5 separate regions of the Drosophila melanogaster genome follow, and regions 2, 3, 4 and 5 are each linked to region 1. A link is a contact called in public HiChIP or PLAC-seq data. All regions are on one chromosome and are shown on one strand. The core of a region is the stretch at or near the end of the contact, and the rest is flanking DNA. Distances in the headings are between cores, read along the strand shown. Region 1 holds the start of Cyp6v1 (Cytochrome P450 6v1). Region 2 holds the start of Mnr (Membrane-bound Notch regulator). Region 3 holds the start of sol (small optic lobes). Region 4 holds the start of amn (amnesiac). Region 5 holds the start of Abca3 (ATP binding cassette subfamily A member 3).

Region 1 (3,325 bases), core at 673-3,172:
AACCAGAGTAAAATAGTATTGTTGGTTATTTTTTTCTTCAATCGGGCCCCGCGATTAAGCGTGGAAATGTGTGTTGTGTTGGTCGGTGTAAGAGTTCCGAACGTGTGTCGTGGACCTGGGAGCGGGAGTTTGCAACTTGGACCCGGCTGGTTGAGTGACTCACCTCCTCCATCAGCGAGAACATCTGTTTCAGCTTGGCGCCAGCGAAGGCTGGTGCTAAACGGGTGCGGATCTCGCGCCATTCGGGTTGTTTGGCCAAAAATAGCGATAAGGCGCCCATTTTATCGCTGCGCCCGTCGCACTTGGCGAATCGGTTGGAGAAGCTGACGAAATCCTCAACCAGAACGGTGCGGACCAGCTGGAGATCGCGGATAAGCAGGGCTGGCTGGTGGAACAGATAGATACCCACGACGGGCTCGTTGCGAAACCGCTCGTCGAAGTAGAAGCGGCGCAACTGGAGAGCAAAGGACTCCTCCAGTCGGAGCACCCGGCTCAGGTTGCCCAGCAGGTGGGTCGGCTGGACGAACTTCACCCGCCGGCGCTGCCAGTAGACGTAGGTGCGCCGGGACCAGATGAACACGCCCGTCAGGATCGTCACTATCGCCAGCAGGATGTTCGTGGAGTACACCATCTCGCACTCGGGATCCGCAGTCAGGTCCAGCGGTGGCTGAATCGTGGAGGGATATGCGGATAGTGCCTTGGATTGACCGATCTAAGATTTCAGATTATTCCAGCAGTTGTGACCTCTTCGCTTTTGTTTTGATCGTCTGTTTGTTGTAAGACACAATGACTCCGGATATGGTATTTTTTATACGACCGTAGTTAACTTGCTATGTTTTTTAAGCTAAAGTTATTAGTTGTTCTCTGATTTCATATATATATAAAGTACTAAAGAGCTTTTAAATGTATTTATTCAGTGAAAATTCAATAGTATTTTTTTTTTTTTTTTGTAATGATGCTTCTTTGATTTCTTCGTATTTCTGATGTGTTTTTTAGTTGCACAGAGATCTTTAATTTATCCAATTCATTTCTAACTCCTGTTGGAAATCTATTTGAACTTCGCTGATTTCATTTCTCTTAAGAGCGTTCTATTTTCCCAGCAATATTTCTTCTTCGAAGATCGTCCGATAGTCTTTCTTCAAGTTTTGTTTTCAATTTATTTAGTCGGGGCTTTCGAACAATGTGGTTGACAAATTTTATTTTATCTGCGCGGTTTAATAATATTCTGCATTTTCCGTTGTTTTATGGTTGTTTCTGTTTCTGCTTTTGCTTTAGCTCTACTTTTTTCTTATCGTTTTGGCGCTCCTCCGCGTGGGGCTTTGCCGTTATTTGTTGATTCTCTTTGTCTTTGTTGTTTTTGTAGCTCCTTTGCGTTGCTCTCTTTTCCGCCAATCGTTGTAGTTGTTGTTTTGTTAGCAATCCTCAATGTCCCTTTATCGGGCTTTCTGGCTTTTCTCGGCGTCGCGTGTTTTATAAATAAATACTTAACTAATTATATCACATTTGAAACGACAACTACAAAAAAATATGTAAAAAAAATGACTAAAACAGACCACAATGAAGAATTAAATGCACAACAACGCGACGTCAACAACAAATGGAAGAGGCGAAAGAAGAAATAGCCACGCCGAACGAAAAGAAGAAGAGCACCGCGCAGAAAGACACAGAGAGAGGGATAGAAAGAGAAGTCGCAAGAGAAATGCGAAAAAACCGCGAATACAATTTACAAATAGCGAATTACAGAAAATAAGTCTAAAAATATAAATAAAATCGCTTGCTAGCTCCACCAAGCGACGCTTTTTAACTGACGCTACGTCAACGACCAAAGCCCCACGAAGGCAGCGACGTCGACAGAGCGGCGACGACGCCCCCATCAACGTATGCTGTTCTTTTGTGCTTTATTTTATTAACCGCAAGTTTGCGGGAGACAAAAGAGAGAGGGAGAGATCTTTCGGCGGGATAGTACACAGATACAGAAGAGAGCGCAAAAAGAGAGCTTTGCGAAGAATTTGAACAGTCATGTCATGAGGCACATGTTCTAGTTCGCACAGTGAAACTCATTTTAGCGAGGGGTGGTCAAATGCGGTTTCGTCCAGGTAATCGAATGCACAGCGACCCCACAGCAACTACATACATGACAAAAATCCATATTTTTTAAATTAATTTTAAAAAGTCTTAAAATAATTGAATTTGTATGTGATGCGATCAATGTGATGGTCAAATGTGATTTCGTCCAATTAATAACATCCCACAGCAATGCATCACAAAAAAATTATCTTTGGCTTAGTTCTAATGTTTAGCTGGAATATCTAATAAAACAACTGCAATTGTATGTATATTTCGTTTTATTCATACATTTAATTCCTAATTTATTGAAGTTGTGTTGTGTTTTAGTCATATTCAGAAAAACTACTAGAAATATGTATGTATATTTTTATTCAACGTGTGAGCCAGCGCTTTCGGTTTGTCCCACTGTTGGTGACAGAAAGATGCCAAAGCGCAAAGTAGACCGCAAATAAAAGTGACGATTAAAAGCGAAACTGCAAAACAACAACAATGACGTGACGCGACGGTGACCGCGAATCTTTCGATGAAAACAAAGAGAGCGAAGAGAGCGTAAATTTGTTTTTGTTAGCGGGTGCAGTACAAGACAAAGACAATGGTCACTTCTCGTTGTTAGGGCTTTTCATTCTAGCTTTTATTGTGTTCTTTTCGATTACTTATTTCTTGTCGCCTGTGATGATTTATAAATAAACGTTTTGGCTGTCCTCTGCCATTCGTTGCCTCTGCTTTTCGTTTTTTCTCTGTTACGTGCATTTGTTGTTGCGGTTCAGCTGATTTGATTTTCGCGTATTCTTCTGTTTGCAAGGGAATATCGATAACTAACGAAGGAGGCATCCCTGTGCAAAGTGGGCGCCAAATCAAAAAGCTGGCACAAAATTAAATAAATGTGGAGTATGATAGGTTTTGGTATAACTTATCTACCTGATAACTTAACAACTTTGCCGTGTTATTATTAAGTTAACTAACTAGTACTAACTACAGTTAATAAGTACTTTTATGTGTGCTTGTATCTTTTGTTTTTTATTGCTTAAAATTTATTTTATAACAAACGAAAACATCAACAAATGTTGCTTATCGGAAATTAAAACTTTGAATTTTCGTGAATCCCGAAAACAGTTTGTTGTGAGGCCAGTATTGAACTACTTTCCCCTGATTTTGGGTAAAAAAATTAAACACTACCAAACAAATTGCTGCTCGGAGGAGAAAGGAAACTCCATTTACAACAATTGACAGAAATTTGCACTTGCTGCGGATGGAAAAC
Region 2 (3,330 bases), core at 421-2,920, 620 kb before region 1:
AGCCAGAAAAAATCCCATAAAATATGCGTCATTTGGGGTGGAATTTGAAAGGAAAAGATCGGAAATACCTAAACAAATTTAAAAAAGTTTGAAAAAGCCATTTATGCATTAGCATTATTTAATAAACAAGTACATGATTAATTGTTTTTATTAAAATGATAATCATTTATATTAATTATTTCTGTTCAAAACGCACATGTGTTGGAAATTCAGTTTCGCCTTAAATAATTTCCTATAAACTGCACCGCATGACCTTAAATTTTAGGAACAATTGAAGTCCACCCTGGGGCACTTTTATAAATGTTTTGTGTGCATAAACAAACAAACAAAGGCCGCATAACATTAAAATGTAACACAAAAAGCCACAACAACAGCAATAACCACGGCTCATGTTTTGTGTTGTGTGATTAAAATTAAAATAAGCGGCGACATGTTGAACTTGAAAAATTCGTTCTGCCTTGCTTATGACAACAACAACAACTGAAAATACATATATATGTACATACATACATATGTATGTACATAAATGTTACAATAGGAAGAGAAGCGAAATCTGACCGAATCTTAAAGTTCCTTACCAAAAAAGTATTGTTTATTGTGCTGAATAGCCTGGATCGGTATTTATTGTACACAATGTATGCATGTATGTACATACATTTGTATGTACATATATTTAACGTGCCAGCAAACCAAAAGTTAAAAGCTTCTGAAAAAATAAGGGAAACCATATTTATGAATCCCTCATATAGGGTATAAAAAAGATACCGTCAGCAGAGTGATCAAGGGTGGGAGTGAGAGACATCATGAGCGGGAGGGAACCCTAATAGCTTTACTAATGACCGAATAACTCATTTGGATTAGAAAAATCTCTGTCCCATAAACGATTCCCAATTAAAATCATAGCGCTGCCAACTTTCTTTTAACTGGCGTTTCTGCTTTTTCTTCTTTGCCTTCTTTTTCTTTTTACTCCGGTGTGAGTAAGTGCCGTTAGTGGTAAATATGCAGGGTATGCAGGAAGTGATGTGATTCTGAACTTTGATACCAATTAATTTATTTGTTTGGCTTTCAGAATGAATCTATTGAAAATCTAAAGATGGGATAAGTTATAATCTGTTACAACCGCAATATGGTAAGCGAATATTGATTCTGCTACATCAGTTAGGTATGTAAGTTTACTTATTGAAGGAAGTGTAAATTTCAAATCACTGCTGTGTCGTGTGTTTTGGTCAATGCTTATGAAATGTGTATTTTTGAAGTTCTATGTTCCTGTCATACATATGTACATATGTATTTATTTCTTCTGAAATAAACACTACAGTTATTAGGCTGATCGCTATAGTTCTAAATTCATTCTATCAGAGCTATCTGAAGTTACACGGTATTCGAAAGCGTTGCACTTGCCACCAACAAAACAAAAACGCACACACTCGCGCACGTGCGAGCGCGACAAAAAATCAAAACAACAAAATCCACGCTGGTAACATCTGCTTTGGCTTGGCATTGAAATCGCGTTGGTGCAACGGCGAGGGCAGGGTATGGTAGGAGGAAGGCTGAACGGGAGCAAGGGAAAGAGCGAGATGATGCGATGCGGGCACGAAGGCCAAATTGCCGAAGATGCCCGAGTCCCCATGAGCCGTTGAACGTGGAGCCGAACCGGTTTTTGGCGCTACACTGGCGCTGCGTTGGCGCTCAGTGCAAAACGAAGCACTGAAGGTGTCAGTTGGGCTCCCGACGGTTTAATTTTTAGCTCCCACAACGAACGCAGTTCTCAGCGATTTTGACGCAAATTATAAACGTACGTAAGCCGGTGATTTCACGAAACGCGTTTCGAATCAAAAGAAAACAAAAAAAGAAAAACTAACGAAAAAAAAAACTGAAAATAAACCCAAAATACAATTAAAGTGCTAATGATTTGGGATTTTTTCTCACAACTGAAATTTTTTTTTATTGTGTTGTTCTTTTTTTCGTTTTTGTGCCATTAAATCATTTTTTCTGCGAAAAAGTGCTAAAAACAAAGTGAATCCAATCTGTGCCGCCAACGTTGTTGCCATTGTTGTTGTGCTCAATTAAAACATATTTGCATATATAGTTTTTTTCGAGTGTGTGAGATCGTGATCGTGATCGTCATCTCTGCTTTGCCTTTTCTAATTCGTTTCTCTCTCTTGCTAATTAGCAATTCGAATGTTGTTTTTTTTAGCTGATTTTATTGATGGATATCAATTAAAAAAAAAAAAAATTTTGCTAAGCGCTTAAGAATTTCGGAAACGCTTTCAACTCACAGGCTCAGTGTTTAAATTGCCGAATTATGCCATTGAACTTGTTAGGAGAAAAGTTTTTAAATTTTCTTTTTGAAAAATCTAAAATGGTCAAACATATTTTCTTAACGTTCCAAACGCAAAACGTTAGTTAAAGAGGTTTAAAAGACTTGAACGCATTAATGCGAAGACGTCTTCAGTGTATTAATTATACTGGAAAAATCATTTGAATTATTTGTCACTTAATTCTAAACCTAAACTCTGTAATGCAAGAGCCATGCTTTAAATGGGGACATACTAATTGCGATGATCAGTGTTGAGTGTTCCACTTTGTCTAGCAATTTCCTCGGAGGTTCTTCGTGTTTCTTTTGTAGGCCGGGTCGTGTAACGTCATCTAATATACATGGCTAATAATCCCTTTCCCAACGCCTCCGAAAGGGAAGGGGTGATGCCGCCTGAAACCACCCACATATCGCGTCTTGTTCGGCGAACTATAAACATTAAATAACAATAATAAACAGCAACAAGAGCCGGGCAGAAAGTTGAAGCAGTTTGTCTAAGTGGCTTGGGGCTTTGTCAAAGCATATAAAATATAATACAATAGAAAGTAAATGGAAGCCGCAACAACAAAGTAACAAAAACAACAGCAACAACAACGGCGACAACAATGGCAACGAGTACATCGCAGTTGTTGGCTCCAAAACACGCAACAGTCCGTCAGAATAAAGTCAGCCATGCCCACCGTCGTCGTTTTAGACCCCTTTGCATTCCCCGGAATATATGTACATATAGTATGTAGACCCCGCTCCTTCTCCTGCATATACATATGTATGTGTATATTCCCCCCCAGTAATATCGCGTGTTCCGGGGGCCCAGCATGAAGGACCCTCGCCGGGGATCGGGGAACAGCAAAGGGGCTTCAAACAGCGAGGTCTCCAAAGGCTCCCAGTCTCCACTTTACACGGCGGGAAATTCATTAGAGTTCGAGACGTTGCGCGCAGATCGGTTCCTATCCTAAGTGTGAACATTTAATCGGAAATAAGTGCAAATCTTAAATATACTCAGGATGGCAGCC
Region 3 (3,351 bases), core at 306-2,805, 690 kb before region 1:
TCGTTTTTCGTCGGGTTTGGATGGGATTCGGTGTTCTTGAGCTGTTTGGGCTTTCCCCACTTCCTGACCGCAAAGGTTATCTCAATGACTGGCCATTTTCCTACTCTCCGCTCGTCCGCTCGACTCGGAAGTTGTTCCTACACCTCTTTTGCTCTTCAGATCGCCGAGCGAGTTCGCGAATCGATAAACTTGTAAACAATGCTTCTTTATCCAAATCGATTTTCCCCAATTCTCGCTGCTCCTCGGCTGTTTTGTTGTTGCTTCTGCCTCTGCTGTGTATACATGCTCTCACATACACACACTCGCGCACACACACACACACACACACACACACGCTCAGGGACAATCACCAGTGCCGACGGCTTGGCTTTTAAAGCTAGACTTTTGAACTGTGTACTTGTACACACTGTACCTTTTCCTAGCCTTTCGAAACTTAAGTTCGTAATATAAAAATCTTTCAACTTATTCCTATACTCCCATTCGAGTTATTCCTATGGATAGTTAATCAGGATTTTCCTAACCGATTTCATTGTTTTCTTATTCTTTAAGTTTCATTATGCACAAAAGGGTTAGTGAGAACTATAAAATTTACTAAGATTTACTCGGTCTGCTCTTTGGATATTAAAGTTCAGCATAGGAGCTTACGTTGGTAAGCTTTTGGTATTATTATTCTTTGAAAGTTAAGGTTTTTGATTGACGAATTTTACCGATGAAAGTATGTACATATTTGTGTATTTGTATATTTTCCAAAGTGTGCATACAATGTGTGTGCGAAAAAAGTTGGATTTGAAAACGCCACCGATTTCTATACACATTACCATATGCGACATGATTTTAGCTAGCGCTTTTGTCCTCCAATTGGATGCCACCACTGGCGCCCACATACACACACACACACACGCATACAGACACAGACACACACAGGCACATCCTCGCAGAGGAGGCATACAGGCTGTTTGTTTTTGTGGCGACCGCTTCGCTTACCTGGCAACCGCCGCCCTGCCCTTCTCCTTGTCCCTCTCCTGCCCCTTCTCCGCCTGCTCCTGCTCCAGTGCATCATCAGCTGTCCAGGAGGCGGTGATGCTGCTGCTGCGATGCTGCTGCTGCTGTTGTTGGGGGAACACCTTGCGGACGGTGCCGCAATTGAAGCACTTGAGCGACTCCGTGGGATTGATAGTGTTACATTTGGTGCACGACCACTGCAGCACGGATGAGATGGTGCCCATTGCGCGGGGGAGTCGCAGGAGTTCCCAGATTCCTTTCGACTTCTGAGTTGTTTCTCTTGCTGTTGTTGTTTTTGTTGTTGTTGGCTGGCTGGCGGGGGAGTGGATGTGGAACTGGGACTGTCTATGGAAACTATGATGTGTAGGTGCGCTTTCGAGCTGGTGGCCGGGCGGAGATGGAGATCAATAGGAGGACCAGAACCCGGGACCAAAACGAGGACCAAGCAGTGGCTTCCAACAGTTGCACGCCGCGTTCTCCGTCGCCGTTTCACACCATTTTTTAACTGTTGCCGCTAGGGTTGTCGACGTTCGCGAACACCTCCAACGACAAGGTTGCCCGAGTGCGTGAACTCTGCCGGACAGGGTTGCCAGCGCGAGAAACACGGCTGCTACCCCGCAAAGCCAGTGTTGGCAAGTGCCGTTAATGAAAAATCGGTACCTTCAATTTTTAGACCAATTCTAATATGTTTTTGGGAATGAATACATACATATATTCATAAAACGACGCAAATACATGCATAAAATTATTTGACCTTCTATAACAAGTAATCAACATTGAGGAGCTTAGTTTAGGAAGAGTTTAAATTTAATATTTAGACATGGATTATTATTTTTTAGCCGCTTTCAAATGGAAAGTCAAATTGAACTGAACGCATTAACTTGAGTTAAATTTTAAACAAATAGAAGCACTTCATTGATACTTACTGTATGTGGAACGAAAATACCAGATTTTGGTATTTACACAGCTTGGGTATACTGCAACAATCTGGTCACTCTGCATCAGCAGCACGTGTAGTTCGCTTTTTTGGCAAAAACATTTGCTGTTATTTAGTTGTAGTGTCCAAGAAAACGCAGCAAAGATGGTTAGCTCGGAGCCGAAAGGACCTGCTAACGTGGCCAACACGGCCTCGCCCCTCAAGGCCCATGAATCGTCCGGCAAGCGCGCCAACGGACAGAAGTTTAAGCCCGGTGGAGCAGGAGGCGCCAGGAAGTTCGACAAATTCGGCGGAGGAGCAGGCAAGTCGTTTGTAAAGCCAGGCGCTGGTGGTGCCAAGAAGTTCGACAAGTCTGGGCCCGGTGGCTTCAAGAAGTTTGACAAATCCGGAGCCACCGGCGACAAGAGGCTTGGTGGCAACAAGTTCCGCGGAAAACCACAAACACAGCCACAGGCGCCGGCGGAGGGCGAGAAACAGGACTGGAACAAGTTCAAGAAGGAGAAGAAGGACCTCAAGCTGAAGCGCAAGAGTGCCAAGGACACCTACGAGATCAGCAAGGAGGCCAACCAGATCCACGAGAAGTTGCGATGGTGAGCATCCCCAAAAACACGATGAACAGCCCAAACAATCGGTTATTATCATCCTTAGCGCTCAAATTACCTATACAAATTATGATAGCTCAACAAAATCGGGCTCTTTCATGCACTTATGTACATTCAGAACGTACAAAGTTGTTTAAATTTCATAAGGCATCAATCTATACGATATAGTTTTAATAATTATAAGTCATTTTGGTTCCTTAAAGGACAAGATATCGATAAACATGGCCATGTGGATCCCAAAACGAAGCACCTGTTCGTGGAAAAACCGAACATTGCCACTTGGTTCGAATTCAAAAACACCAAACATTTTATTCATGTTCTTGAAACAATAATAGCTAGTTAAGCATTTTGATCAGTATCAAAACTAAGTTAATATAGCCTTGTATTTCTGTATAAATGTTGAGTTAGAACCAAGAGCGTAGATTCCAAAGACGCCTATTTAGCGCATGCTGTTTTGTTTGGTCATAAACAAACCAGCTCTATCCTCTGTCGCGTTTTTTTTTTTTTTCGTAAAATTACAACTAATGAATGCGCAAATCCTATTGCTCTGATATATATATATCAACATAATTTGGTGCTTGTCTTGCAGCCGCCGAACGGAGAACAAGGACAAGCTGGTGGAGCAGATATACAAGGTGCTCAACGTGGGCGACACTATTTCAAAGGTGGTGAAGGCCCACGACACCGCCCGCGTGATCCAGAGCATGCTAAAGTACGCGTCGCCAGCTCTGCGGGCCGAGATCTCTGAGAAGCTGCTTCCCTTCACCGTGGAGATGTGCCAGTCGAAATACGCCCAGTTCTGCGTGCAAC
Region 4 (3,385 bases), core at 281-2,780, 770 kb after region 1:
TAAAGTTCACATCTTAAGTGAAATTCCGAGTATATCAACAGATAACTTATTACAATAATTCAAGTGAAATAGATAAGGGATATGACCGTGTATCTAATCTAATCCGCACATTTAAAACCAAACTTCCTGTCACATATTAAAACAAGATGGTACGAAGTCTTTTTTTTTTTTTTTTTTGAAAACAAATTTATCCGACGTAAGAAAATAATGGTCAATGGTTCAAGCGTTGGATTTGTAAGATCCGCATGGCTAGTTATGATAGTATTTTTATACTTTTGGTGATTTTTGATTGCAAAAGCAATGCTTTCTTCTGGTATCCCGCTGAATCCCAATAGTAAGATTCGAATAGATAATACTGCCGTATTTGTATCTTTGCCGTGTTTTATAGCTATATAGAGTTGACGCGTGCTAACTGCCCCTATATGGTGGTCCCAGTTCCCCAAACCCCTCGATTATCCAATGGCCGACATTCAATTGCGCAGCGCGGCGGCAGAGAACTACAGTTAATTGCATTTACAATATTGCCACAGTTAGGTCGATTCTTTATGGTTTGTATAGATTGTATGGGTTTTAGGAGAATGCGAATCTTTTGTGGGACGGAGAGGGGCGGTGCAGCAAGCATGTTCGTTTAACGATCTCCCCAGCTCATGTTTATTTATGAGTTGCCAATCGAATCAATTTCATTCGACTCGACTTGACTCGGACTTGACTTGAATCGCTTTCAACTGTTGTTGTGCAGCTGCAAAATGCAAATTTTGGACAAAATCCATGGTACGTACACATATATACATATGGATATATGAACGTCTGTATGTTGTGCACCTGTGTTCAAGTTAAACGTAGTGCCGTCCTCTCCTTTTAATTATTAAGTAATATACATAAGTGTATAGATCATATCGTCTAATATGCAGAAAAGTCCAATCGAACGGATGAAAGGAACCTATCAGCTTTAACATCCTTTCTATGTACGTATGTACATATGTATGTACACATACCTCAATTATATCCTGTACTGCATATGCACCAACAATTGTGAAGCATTGAAGCATACATAATACATACATATATTTCATATATATTACAAAGCTGTTGCTACTGATCAGAAACTCGTCTATTATAATGCCACAAACACACCCCTTTACCTGTTGCACGCGTTTTCCCAAAGACAATATACCCCTTTTCTGAGCGACTAATTGAAATAGTCCAGTACGAACCCTTATTTTGACAACAGCTGCACGAGTGGCTGCATACGATATATATATATGTATGTATGTATGTGTGTACATATATGTACATGTACTGATATGTGGTATGGATTGGGTTCCCATAGATGGCATGGCTTGGCATGGCATGCAGGTCTAGGGCAGTGCCAAAACCGACGACGAAAGCAACTATCAAATGCCGTTCAAGGCCGTTTGAAATTGCGTGGCAGGCAGAACAAGTTCCACACATCGGTGTGTGTGTGTGTGTGTGTGTGTGTATTGTTATTAACCAGCTGATGTGCGTCCGCGTGTGTGTGGAAGTCTTCGGAAGGGGTGCGCACATCCTAAGTGCGCAAAAGCCATGATTGCAAGCTTTTCGGACTCGGAAAAACAATACAATACCAACGGCAGATTTGGTCATTCAGGCAGGCAAATTGTCAAATAACTAACGGTTACTTTAGTGCTCATTAATGTTTTTATGTGCTTTAATAGATACGCTACTATTTTAGTTATTTCCCCAATGCAATACGTTAAGATACTCATCTACTAAGAGACGAATTTTTATTTACCCATTAATAATAACGGATGATTCGGAAATCGCATACGAAAACGCCTTAGTTGTATATTTACTCCTTTTTCTACCCTTACTACCGTATACGTAATAACAATAATGAGCCAGAGACGATTGGTGGCTAAGTATGTACACTGGCGAAAATACCTTTCAGCAAGCATAACCATAGCTTCCTTTTTACAGGATCCAGATAAAACGCGCAGATAAAAATGTTAGGCAGTGACATCTGTTGCAGATGAAAAGGATTAAGAACTACAGATTCAAAAGGCTGCTCCTTTTCTTTCAGTGTGAGAGAGGGAGAGAGAGAGAGAGGGTTTAGGTGGAGGCAAGTCGGCAGGGGAGCAGGAAGCATGAAATTGAGAGAAAATAAGGATAAACAAGCCGAAGGATATGGGACGGCACTGTTGCTTCGCAAGTGTGTGTGTGCACGTCCTGACCGCGTGCACACACACGCCGTGTGGCCGTGTATAAGTGTGCGAGCGAGAGGGGGCGATCGATGGTGTGAGTGACTGGCAATAGCCGCCGCGTCTTATTGACATTAAAACCGCTGCTGCTGCCGCCGCCGCCGTCGCCAGTCGACTTCACATATACCCGCTCTCTCGAGTCCCTCCCCATACCATTCCATACCATCCCATCCCTACCATTCATCCTGGCTCGTTCTTCTTCCTCTTTTATTTTTAAATAACACCCGGCGCAGATGCTAAACAAGACGCCAGAAATTAAAGTGCAAAGGTGTGTGCTGCAGCAACAACAGCAACAACAGCAACAACAACAGCGTCCTCGACAGAAGGACGATACTTTGGCGTTGTACTTAGCGTCAACCGAAGAATACGAAGACAAGGACCGCGAACAATGTGGGATCAAGGATCTAAGCAGATATATATGTATGTATGCACATATACCAAATGTTCCGAGCGTCCACATGGTGCGGATTTAATCACGCACACACATTGGCATTCATGAAAGGATATCGGATATGTATAGAGTATCAAACGGAACCGCTGCGCAAGATGGAAAACAGATTTGATCGCTAATCAAGTAAATAGATGATACATATCATTGTCAAACTTGAAATTAAATGAATCAAAAGTACTGAACATCCTGAATCAAGCAAATGACATATGGCATCCTATGTGAAAAAATAATATAAAGGATCTCTTAGTGATCTCATTCAAGATTAGCCAACTATCTCCTCGTGATATTATAAAATATTTACGACTCACTCATATCTACTGATTCATGCACTCCTTTGCTAAGAGAGTTATTTATAGGAACTGTGATCTAAGAAGGAAAACTGGTGGAAACAATATGGGCTTTTTCGGAATCTATTTTAGGTCACTTGTTAATATTGTTCCATTGCATATTTAATCCATATGAATTTGGTCTGTGGTTTCTGATTATCAATTTTCAAAGCCCTAATTGCAGTTGAAAAACCGCAGTGGAAAAACACATTTCAATTCGATTTGAAATGAAGTTCATGGAATAACCGAAACGTAGTTTAAATTTTAATTAAAATTTTAATACAGTTTGTCAAGTATTTTCGTTCCAAATCAAATTTGTTTAGGTTTACAAGCGTAATTTTTATTGTTTACCAACGTGATAGATGTACAAT
Region 5 (3,309 bases), core at 342-2,841, 650 kb before region 1:
TGGAGCCACCCTCGCCGAATCGGAGGAGAAGTGGGTTTTACATAGCTTTGTCCCCTGGTTCATGGATAATAATAATAATATAATGCATTTTTTTCTCCATCAGTTTGCGTAAGGATGTGGAAAATTTGGCCAAGTTCGTCAACTTCCTGCACAATAGATCAGAGCTAGTGTAAGTTTCCTATATGAATTTTCCTATATCATTAAAGCATAGGCTCCACATTTATTCGACCGATACTTAAATAACTATTGAGTTGATTTAAATTCGCTTTTAAAAAAGATTTCATAATAATTTACTTTTAATGTTGTCGTGTATGTTTCAGAGGTCGACTTAACAATTGGTTCAAATTCTACGTGCCAGTGGGCCACATCGTTTACTCATTCCTGTATGGCGCAATGGAGAAGAACAAATTGCGTCTCAACGTGAGCGACTACTGCATTTACCAGGCGGACATGATGAGTGTGGTGGCCCAGGTGCAGGAGACCCGGGCCCAGTTGAAGCACCACCTCGTCCAGACGGAGGGTCCGCTTCCCCTGGACACGACGTCCCCCAAAAAGGGCAGAGCAAAAAAGTAGTTCCGAGCACTTATTGGGGAAGGCGTTTATTATACCATTATATACCATTATACGTTTCTAAACAGTGTTCAAATGTAAAATTGATTAATTTTCCAGCAGTTATTTAAAAATGTTTTAAATGGGAGAACAATTTAAAATAACTAAAAATTAACCAAATCAGCTGACTCATGCGGAGGTCAATGTCTGGCCTCAGTTGTCCAGACGCAGGGCCTTGGAAATGTGGGCTTACCCGCTTTCAAGAAATGAGAACTTTGCTGGTTCCACACGTGTGGCTTTGCATAAATAATAATAATCCCTGGGGAAGTTCATAGGTTCTGGGAAGCTCTGCACGTGCCCGCATTCATTTTTCATTTGCGTGCTCGTTTCTTTGACACATTTCCGACTAGCAATTGATAATTAATTGATGAACAGACAGTTTAGCTGCAGGACCAACATTGAGATTAAAAACTACATTATTAGAGTACTTAGTGCGAGCTTTTGAGTTTAGAGTTTTTGGCAAGGATACTATTTAAAAATAAATACTACGCTTTACGTAGATTTGAAACTACTTTCAAAATAGATTTTGAACTTTGTCCATTAGCGCGCGCGTCCGTTATCGATAGACCAATAATCGATGCTTATATTTTTGGCGTTAGAATATTTCTAGCTCTTACTTTCAATGCCAGCTGACGTAACAGTTGTTATTCGTTCTCTTTGTTACCGCTAGTGCTGCCCAGATTTTTGCTTCAAAAAAGCTGCTTTAAAGGCTGCACAAACTCAGAATGAATAAAAAATTGCTATTATTTGCGTGATGCTTCTTCTTTGAAACCCAATAATAATGAATTTCGTCTATTCTAGAAAGATTTTGTTAGTCCGTTTAAAAAATGTTGAGCGTTACTTATCATAGAACTAAATCTACCGCAAAGTAGACCAAAGCTAGAATCTAACTGCTCAGCTCAGCTCTGTGCTCTGCTCTCTCCGCTCTCATTGTTGTTATTAGCTGCCTAACAGTTCGTTTCGTTTCATTTTGTTTGGCATCTCCGGCGGCGTTAGAAGTACTATTAGCTTATCATTATTTTCTTGTGTGTTTCAGTGTGTGTTAACAACAGCTGTTAAGCCCCTAAAAACAAATCAGGCAAATTATTGATATGAAAAATATTAAATAGAAGTGCGGACGGCGTTTTACTAATCGATTATTATGAACTTTTGGTCAGCTCAATGACGCAGCAAGAGATAAAAACTAATAAAAGCTAAATATTCGTACAGCGCACATATGTATATATTGTTTATGTTTCGCGGTGTTAGTGCGGAATAATCATTAGACAGCCGCACAGTGGGCGAAATCCGAATTATTGCCGCAAATTCGCCGGTTCGTAGTTGTTGCTGGATATCTTTGCCAAAACGCAAGCACACACTTGCACGGTTTGTCTGTATAACGGTGCATACACACATTTTCCCGGGCGTGAATTGTTGCATGCGCATCCCCAAGTGATGCAGTCATATTTACAGTTAGACGGCACCGCCGTTGAACTTTGACCGTTGGGGAATGGGCTGCTAAATGTGATCGCAAGAGTTTGAATTTAATAACACCCTTAACGAAGAAACCTACGTATGCATTATATTTTAAGGAAACAACTAAATTTCTTGAAGTTTTATGTTTATCTTTTCATAACTCTGTGCATATGTAAATAAATATATATATTAATTTAAGTATTCATAAAAGTGAAGTGAAAACTCATATTATAATTTCTTTTTTGTTAATATATATGCATATGTATGTAAATTTTTGCAAAATTAATTCAAAAATATTTGAAATCAACCGAAGAGGTTCAAGAGTGTTTGCTTTAAATTAGTTAAAAGAATCCTGGTTCAGGGCCTAATTTGATGAACCGAAGCTGTGCAACCCTGTTTATGTAAAACATTTTGTTTTTGTTATCCTTCTAATATATTCCAATTTCAGTGACAGTGCAAATACGAGTGCAAAAAGGGCAAAGCGTCAGCATAAATAATTAATCGCAATTGCAGCAATTTGATTGGCAATTGATTATGCAGTAATTTTCAATGTCGATGTAATTTTTATCACTAAGTGGGCTCTCACTTAATCGCAAGAACAACAAACAGTACAAAACAAACAGAGTTGCAATTGCAATTATTGCCTTCAAAACGTTCACGGGGTAAGTGCAAGAGTAATTGAACATTATCTAATTTTCCATGGCTAGTTCCATGTTATTAAAATGTGATTCACGATCATTGGGGATATACATATTCTCATTTTCGATTGAAAATTTTCTTTTCAAATCAAAAACAAGGGCATTCCTCATTGTTATCTTAAGAGAGCTTTGTATGACAGTATGTTCTTGCAAAGATATTGCTAGTATGACTAAGTCTTTCAACTTTACACGTGTTTGTTGTTAGCTGTCAAACTTCCTTGTATCGATCAACAGCGAGTTTAACAGATTGCTCTTCAGACCCTTGGGAAGTGAATGGGTAGCCTGCTGTGGGTTTATTGAATTCATGATAATGCCACTATTATCACCGCAATCCACTGTGCACGAGAAATGCTACATGGGCCGTTAGATTGGCCAATCAGTTGGCGATAGTACAGTACTCCTTCTTTTATGTGCGTCACATGTCAAAATGTCAGGTGCCATTAAAGACACTCGGTGATTCATCGTTCCAAATTAGTCAGCAGGTGAGAGAGAGGTCCTCGTGATGAATGGAGCTCTTATTGCTTTCGGTACATTCTGTGAAACAATC

What was found. HiChIP or PLAC-seq counts read pairs in DNA pulled down with a chosen protein or histone mark.
Region 2: a contact with region 1 is called in a Psq HiChIP or PLAC-seq map of the Kc167 cell line, with 3 times the contacts expected there. The contact joins the promoter of Mnr here to the promoter of Cyp6v1 in region 1. A contact is called at or near these places in 2 of 107 Hi-C or Micro-C datasets (the Kc167 cell line and the ML-DmBG3-c2 cell line) and 2 of 6 datasets of contacts at active chromatin or transcription factors (both in the Kc167 cell line).
Region 3: a Psq HiChIP or PLAC-seq map of the Kc167 cell line shows a contact between it and region 1, with 5 times the contacts expected there. The contact joins the promoter of sol here to the promoter of Cyp6v1 in region 1. A contact is called at or near these places in 2 of 107 Hi-C or Micro-C datasets (both in the Kc167 cell line) and 1 of 6 datasets of contacts at active chromatin or transcription factors (the Kc167 cell line).
Region 4: a contact with region 1 is called in a Psq HiChIP or PLAC-seq map of the Kc167 cell line, with 2.8 times the contacts expected there. The contact joins the promoter of amn here to the promoter of Cyp6v1 in region 1. A contact is called at or near these places in 6 of 107 Hi-C or Micro-C datasets (the Kc167 cell line, eye imaginal disc and wing imaginal disc) and 2 of 6 datasets of contacts at active chromatin or transcription factors (both in the Kc167 cell line).
Region 5: a Psq HiChIP or PLAC-seq map of the Kc167 cell line shows a contact between it and region 1, with 5 times the contacts expected there. The contact joins the promoter of Abca3 here to the promoter of Cyp6v1 in region 1. A contact is called at or near these places in 2 of 6 datasets of contacts at active chromatin or transcription factors (both in the Kc167 cell line).

The regions. Positions count from the first base shown.
Region 1 is chrX:20,655,719-20,659,043 of dm6, reverse strand. It overlaps Cyp6v1 (Cytochrome P450 6v1), which reads right to left and starts at 1,922. Exons shown (of 4, transcript NM_001298570.1): 1 at 1,742-1,922; 2 at 164-1,515. The coding sequence starts at 631. It also overlaps asRNA:CR45466.
Region 2 is chrX:21,279,511-21,282,840 of dm6, reverse strand. It overlaps Mnr (Membrane-bound Notch regulator), which reads left to right and starts at 1,670. Exons shown (of 6, transcript NM_167735.2): 1 at 1,670-1,795.
Region 3 is chrX:21,348,484-21,351,834 of dm6, reverse strand. sol (small optic lobes) reads right to left here and starts at 1,555. Exons shown (of 9, transcript NM_057390.6): 1 at 985-1,555. The coding sequence starts at 1,226. It overlaps peng (penguin), which reads left to right and starts at 1,992. Exons shown (of 5, transcript NM_078705.3): 1 at 1,992-2,529; 2 at 3,131-3,351. The coding sequence starts at 2,084.
Region 4 is chrX:19,888,205-19,891,589 of dm6, reverse strand. amn (amnesiac) reads left to right here and starts at 1,530. Exons shown (of 1, transcript NM_078692.2): 1 at 1,530-3,385. All of the region lies in intron 4 of Hers (Histone gene-specific Epigenetic Repressor in late S phase), which reads right to left.
Region 5 is chrX:21,304,947-21,308,255 of dm6, reverse strand. Abca3 (ATP binding cassette subfamily A member 3) reads left to right here and starts at 1,591. Exons shown (of 13, transcript NM_134601.3): 1 at 1,591-1,921; 2 at 2,513-2,726. It overlaps CG1801, which reads left to right. Exons shown (of 14, transcript NM_167739.3): 12 at 1-30; 13 at 104-169; 14 at 321-670. The coding sequence ends at 573.